Linked DNA regions of Mus musculus: region 1 is linked to region 2. A link is a contact called in public Micro-C data. All regions are on one chromosome and are shown on one strand. Each heading gives the region's core, a stretch centred on a gene start, on an enhancer-like site or on the middle of the called end of the contact. The rest is flanking DNA. Distances are from core to core; before and after follow the strand shown.

The links. Hi-C and Micro-C count contacts between places; a contact is called where the count stands out from the background.
Region 1: a Micro-C map of embryonic stem cells shows a contact between it and region 2, with 2.1 times the contacts expected there. The contact joins two enhancer-like sites. A contact is called at or near these places in 14 of 484 Hi-C or Micro-C datasets (Th1 cells, cerebellar granule neurons, cerebellum and 6 more), 3 of 115 datasets of contacts at active chromatin or transcription factors (T-cell acute lymphoblastic leukemia, embryonic basal ganglia and embryonic stem cells) and 2 of 9 other capture datasets (adipose tissue and embryonic stem cells).

Annotation. Positions count from the first base shown.
Region 1 is chr10:39,715,845-39,718,544 of GRCm38.p6, reverse strand. The region is part of intron 1 of E130307A14Rik (RIKEN cDNA E130307A14 gene); the gene reads left to right. Among named protein-coding and RNA genes, the nearest start is that of E130307A14Rik, 15 kb to the left of the region's middle. Within about 2 kb of position 1,419, at least 12 of the 459 cell types and tissues checked have an H3K27ac peak or open chromatin away from gene starts, as enhancers often do. A contact at or near this core is called in embryonic stem cells, where this site is marked.
Region 2 is chr10:39,533,379-39,536,078 of GRCm38.p6, reverse strand. It overlaps Fyn (Fyn proto-oncogene), which reads right to left. Exons shown (of 14, transcript NM_001122893.1): 11 at 2,369-2,445; 12 at 2,117-2,270. Among named protein-coding and RNA genes, the nearest start is that of Gm40627, 56 kb to the left of the region's middle. Within about 2 kb of position 1,283, at least 95 of the 459 cell types and tissues checked have an H3K27ac peak or open chromatin away from gene starts, as enhancers often do. A contact at or near this core is called in embryonic stem cells, where this site is marked.

The sequences.
Region 1 (2,700 bases), core at 170-2,669, 180 kb before region 2:
CCCAGGGAGTGGCACTATTAGAAGGTGTGGCCCTATTGGAGTAGGTTTGTTACCCTGGGTATGGGCTATAAGAACCTCATCCTAACTGCCTGGAGGCCAGTATTCTACTAGCAGCCTTCAGATGAAGATGTAGAACTCTCAGCTCCTCCTATACCGTGCCTGCCTGGATGCTGCCGTGTTCCTGCCTTGATGATAATGGACTGAACCTCTGAACCTGTAAGCCAGCGCCAATGAAATGTTGCCTTGGTCATGGTGTCTGTTCACAGCAGTAAAACCCTAAGTAAGACAGTACTTTTAATGGGCACTTTATTAGGCTTTAAAAGTAACATTTTCTATGTAATTCATGCTAGGACCCTTTAAAATAAGATTTAAAGTAAATTGTGTTGTGTTTTTCATGTGGGCATCAGCCTTTATCTCAGTACTTCCCGCCAGTTAGGACAAGAGGCACTGTGTGGTAGAAGGCTGCTTAGTTCATACTCAGATTGAGAGACTAACAAGTGTTCCACAGCTTACGTTAGTTGTGCTGAGGGTTACAGCTTTCGGAAATAAATGTGTAGTGCTTATAATTAAGTGGACTTTTTTATTTACAACTTTAAGGGATTTGTTTGCTTTATTTTTTAGCATAACCATTGTAAACTATTTTAGGATTTTCTAAAATAGTTGCTGGAAAAAAATTAATAGCTGTTAGGTTCTTGTGTAACTTTAATGATTGGTAAATTAAAAGACTAAAAACCGTGTTGAAAAGGAAGACTAAAAACTATGGTAAAGAAGAGGAAGAAAATTTAGGTTTTTTTATTTTATTTTATTTGTTTGTTTTGGTTGGTTTTTTTTGTTGTTTTGTTTTGTTTTTTGTTGTTTTGTTTTGTTTTTTGTTTTTGTTTTGTTTTCTCTATACAGAGAAAACAGGGTTTCTCTGTATAGCTCTGGCTGTCCTGGAACTCACTTTGTAGACCAGGCTGGCCTCTAACTCAGAAATCCGCCTGCCTTTGCCTCCAGAGTGCTGGGATTAAAGGCATGCGCCACCACGCCCACCTCTGGGCTTTTTGTTTTGTTTTGTTTTTAACTTTAAACTTTTTTAAAATTAGGTATTTTCTTCATTTACATTTCAAATGCTATCCCAAAAGTCCCCCATACCCTCCCTCCCCCGGTTTTTTTTTTTTAATTTTATAGAGTAGTGATATTATCTTTTAAAAATTCTGTTCTTAATCTATAGTATTAGTTACCTTTTGTTGATATAATAAAAGATTATGATTGAAGGAAACTGGGGGCAAGTAGAGGTGTTTGGCTTATAGTTTAAGAAATGTGAGTCTGCTCTTCCCAGTGTTCTCTTGTGGGTTAAAATGGTGGCCCATGTGGAGCCCAGGACTCTGGCTGCTGGGTGAAGCAGAGCACTGGAAGTTTGACAGTGCACACCGCATGCTGCCACCAGGTGGGTGTTAGGCTGTGAGAAGCCTCAGGACTCCGCTTTTGGGATGAGAAAGCACAGTCTATGGTCCCCGTGGACTGCCGGAGTTGGCTTGGACTCTTAGGCACCACAGAGCCGCTGGGTGCCACAGAAGAGCCTGTTCTGGGGTCCCTGGGCCTGCAAGGAGGCTGAGAATGACAAGTTCTCAAACTCTTGGGCACTGCAGATGCTGCTGGATGCCTCAGAGGAGCTGAGAATGGAGTGTCAGCCTGCAGGCTGGCTCTAGCCCAGGGCCAAAGGGAAAAGATGGGGAGGAGAGTGCCCTTGGCTTGTTCTGGCGAGCCTGAGGTTAAATACCTTTTGCAGGTAGGAGTGTCTAGGAAGGGGAGCTAAGAGGTAGTAGAGGCAGAGAAAGGCGGGGGGGGGGGGGGGGGGGGGGGGGGGAGGGAGAGGAAAGGAGAGGAGGAGAAGAGGAGAAGAAGAGAAAAGAGGCCGGCCATGGCCACATGGAGGGGGGAGGGGAGGGAGAGAGGGGAAGCAAGAGGGCAAGAGAGAGAGAGGCAAAACTAAGAGAGTAAGAGTAAGAGAGGGAGGAGGAGGAGGAAAACAGCCCCTTTTATAGTGGGCCAGGGGTACCTGGCTATTGCCAGGTAACTGTGGGGTGGAGTTGAAACAATACCAGGAGCTTGCTTGGAACATTGCCCTATACGACTGATGGCCACAGAATTATGGAGAGCTGAGACTTGTGTCAGGAGCCTGGTGTCTGGGGGTATGGCAAACACCTTCCATTCCTTGCAGGAACATCTGCCGAGTCTCCGGGCTTTAAATCGTCACACAGATACAGTAAGACCTTAGAAGTAAGTTCTTACTGGCAAACAGTTCCTTTCTTACTTGGAATGTGGTTCTTCGGCCTTTATCTTGATTCAGTGAGATCCTTGATAAATTCTGCTTTGTATTGTTTAGTCCAAATTACAAAATTGTTCCTAAGCTTTAGTTAAAAAAAAAAAAAAAATCCCTACATGAAGGTTGAGTGTGCCTTTTTACCAGCACTTAGAAGGCAGAGACACATGGATCTCTCTGAGTTTGAGACAGTTGCTCTGCATAGCTAGTTCCAAGTCAGCCAGGGCTACACAGTGAAACTTCTGTTTCAAAACAGACCACAACAAAATGCCCGTTGATAACCAGGTGCAGACTGTTAGACAGTTGGGAACATGGAACGAGAGTATTGTCCTCAGTGTGGGGTCATTGATTCAGCAGCAGCATCACCTCAAACTCTGTTGGAAATTCAGTCTCAT
Region 2 (2,700 bases), core at 34-2,533:
TGGGCTGTACTGTTTTCAAATCCGGACCTTCCACTTGTGAGCTTTGTGATTTGTATGAACAAATATGCTAACTATGGGTCTATTTCCTGCCCCTTCCAGGTCCTGACGTGCCTTGGCCTTTCCTGGTTCTCAGCTTCAGGACAGCACAGACTGCCCGTCTCTCCTGTCATACTCTAGCTCCTGTAACCCTTATTGCTTACCCTTTTCAGTGTTTGGTATGCATCTGAAGACAGTTGACAAAGATAAGAAAGAAGAAATAATATTCTAAGAGGGAAAGGTGGACTCTTCTGTCAAGGAAATGCTGAACAAAGGACTGAGGCTTGTCCTTGGAAAGGGCCTCAGACTGTGGTCTGGATGTCATGGGGGGGAGGCAGGGCAGAGAGGCAGTCATGGTGGGAAGTGGGAAGGAAGGCTGCATGGCCAGGCTGAGAGGGCCCTGGATGGGTTCCAGTGCAGAACCTGACATGAGAGGTGCCAGCCGCCTGAGGCCACAGTCTTAGGCACCCTTATGAATGATGCATGACTTATGTACCCAGTCCATCCCAACAGTACTCTGGTAGCATCTGTTAGCTCCTGGCCTGACACCTCTCATTCACAGATGGGTCAAGGGTGTTAACCATAGACTCTACAGAGTTCAAAGTCTAGTTAAAAGTAAACAGTCTTGCACTGCTCCCTCTGCCACGGAGACTTTCTCACACACAGACGGAAGCTCCTGAGTTTCTTTGGAGCCATTTCCTAAATGGAACATGCTGGTTATCAACCCTCACAGGCTCTCCCTCAGGGCAAGGCCTCTGATCATATTCACTCAGACCCTCTTGGCATGCCCTGTCACCAAGTCACGTCTGTATTCCTCTCTGCTTAGAGATACAGCCTGCTTTTGTGACCCCTGACTTTGGGTGTGTGTCTGTGTGCATACCCCCCCCCCCCGTACCCCCCAGGATCCCACAAGGGCAAGAGATGGCGTGTGCCAGGGGTGGGAGTGGGGAATTCAAATAGCTGGGCGGTTTGTCCGACATGCAACCGAGCACTTGGATAGTGTCAGTACCTAGGCAGGGCCCCAGTTTAACATTTTCTCACATCATTCACTGCACTTCCATTCTGAGGCAAGTGAAAGGCGGAAGGAATTGCCAAAAATGAGCGAAACAACTACTATTCAACATAAAACTGCAGAATGCACCATCCTGTAATCCATCCCCACTACTGCTCAGCTTGGCTGGGGTGGCCAGGCTTCGGTTAGTTTCACCAAGGAAACCTACTCCCTGCCTGAGTTCCGGCTTTAAAACCCACACAGAGGCCTCCACTGTTGCTAGTTCCTCAGTGCTATGCCTGGACACTGCCATGCAAGCAGCCAGCCAGGAAGGCAGAAAACACCTTGGGAATTCTTTCCTGACATCTGGTGCTTGACAAACAATCCCTCCTCCCCAAGTGGGTTGGCTTCTGGTCTGGTACGTGGTTTACATAAAACTAATGTCTTTGACCCTTTGCAGGGGGTGGGTGAGGCAGGAGAAGAGACGGCTTCTCCAGCACTGCAGTCCTCCAGGCCCTCCAGACCATTTCTTTTCTCCTCAGCGCTCTGCAGAGCTCAGTCTCAGGCTGGTCCCAGCTGGTCCTGGCTGGGCCTGGCAGGCAGCTGCTGACTGAGATCAGGAATCGCCTCCATGTGCAGGCTCTCTACCAGGAGGTGTCTTTGCTCTGGCGCTACCTACTCCTGTTGCATTCTGAGCCTTGGCTCCCCTGCTATTTATTATGTTCTCCGTTTTCCAACACCACGCCTGTTCCTTTGTAAAGGAACTTGTCTGACTTGGAGTGTCACCTGATTTCTGCTCAGAGGTGGCTAATGGAGAATGAGCTATAACTTGGCTTCTCAAAGCCTTCTTTCTCCAAAAGTGGAACACCGTGGGCCTAGATACTTCCCAAAAGCCAGGCAAGCCATGGGAACAGACGCCCACTTACTAGACCAGCACTGCACACGCCAACTAGATCCACTAGCTCCCACCTGAGAACTGTGCAGCTCGCGCCAGATCAGACAAACAAAGGGAAGAGGGAGGAAATGAAGGTAAGGAGAAGGCTGTGCAGGCAAAGATCAATCAGGAGCCACTGCCCTGGAAGTGCCCACCTTGTCTTGCTGTGTATTCATTGTCTTCAATCAACCGAGCCAATCCAAAGTCAGCAATCTTGCAAATTAGTCCATTCCCCACTAGAATGTTTGCTGATCGCAGATCTCTGTGGATATAATTCATGCGCTCGATGTAAGCCATTCCTGCAGCAACCTGTGGAAACCCAGGGAAGGGGGCACAGCTGTTACACCACAACACCTTGAGAGTCCGTGCTGGTACAGCCACAGCCTGAATTAAGACCCCAGGCCCACCTGTGCCGCCATGTCCACAAGGTTTGGCAACTTCAGAGCTCTTCCTTCACCATCTTTTAAGAAGTCAAGCAAACTTCCTATGAATGAAACAAAACAATTTTAGTTTACTCAGAGAGGCAAAGATTCTCAATAGTGGCTGTATTTGATTTCCTTAGTGGAAGTAAAAGGGAGATGAAAAGGATAATTGCATCAATGGAAAAAGAAAGCTTTGAACAAAAACCAAGAAATCAAGTTTATGTTTTAAGAAGCGAGTTGTAGCTTCTGAAAATAAGCAGTGAGAAAGGAGTTAGTAAAACCAGAAGAAATGAACGTCTCCTTTTATGTTGTCACCA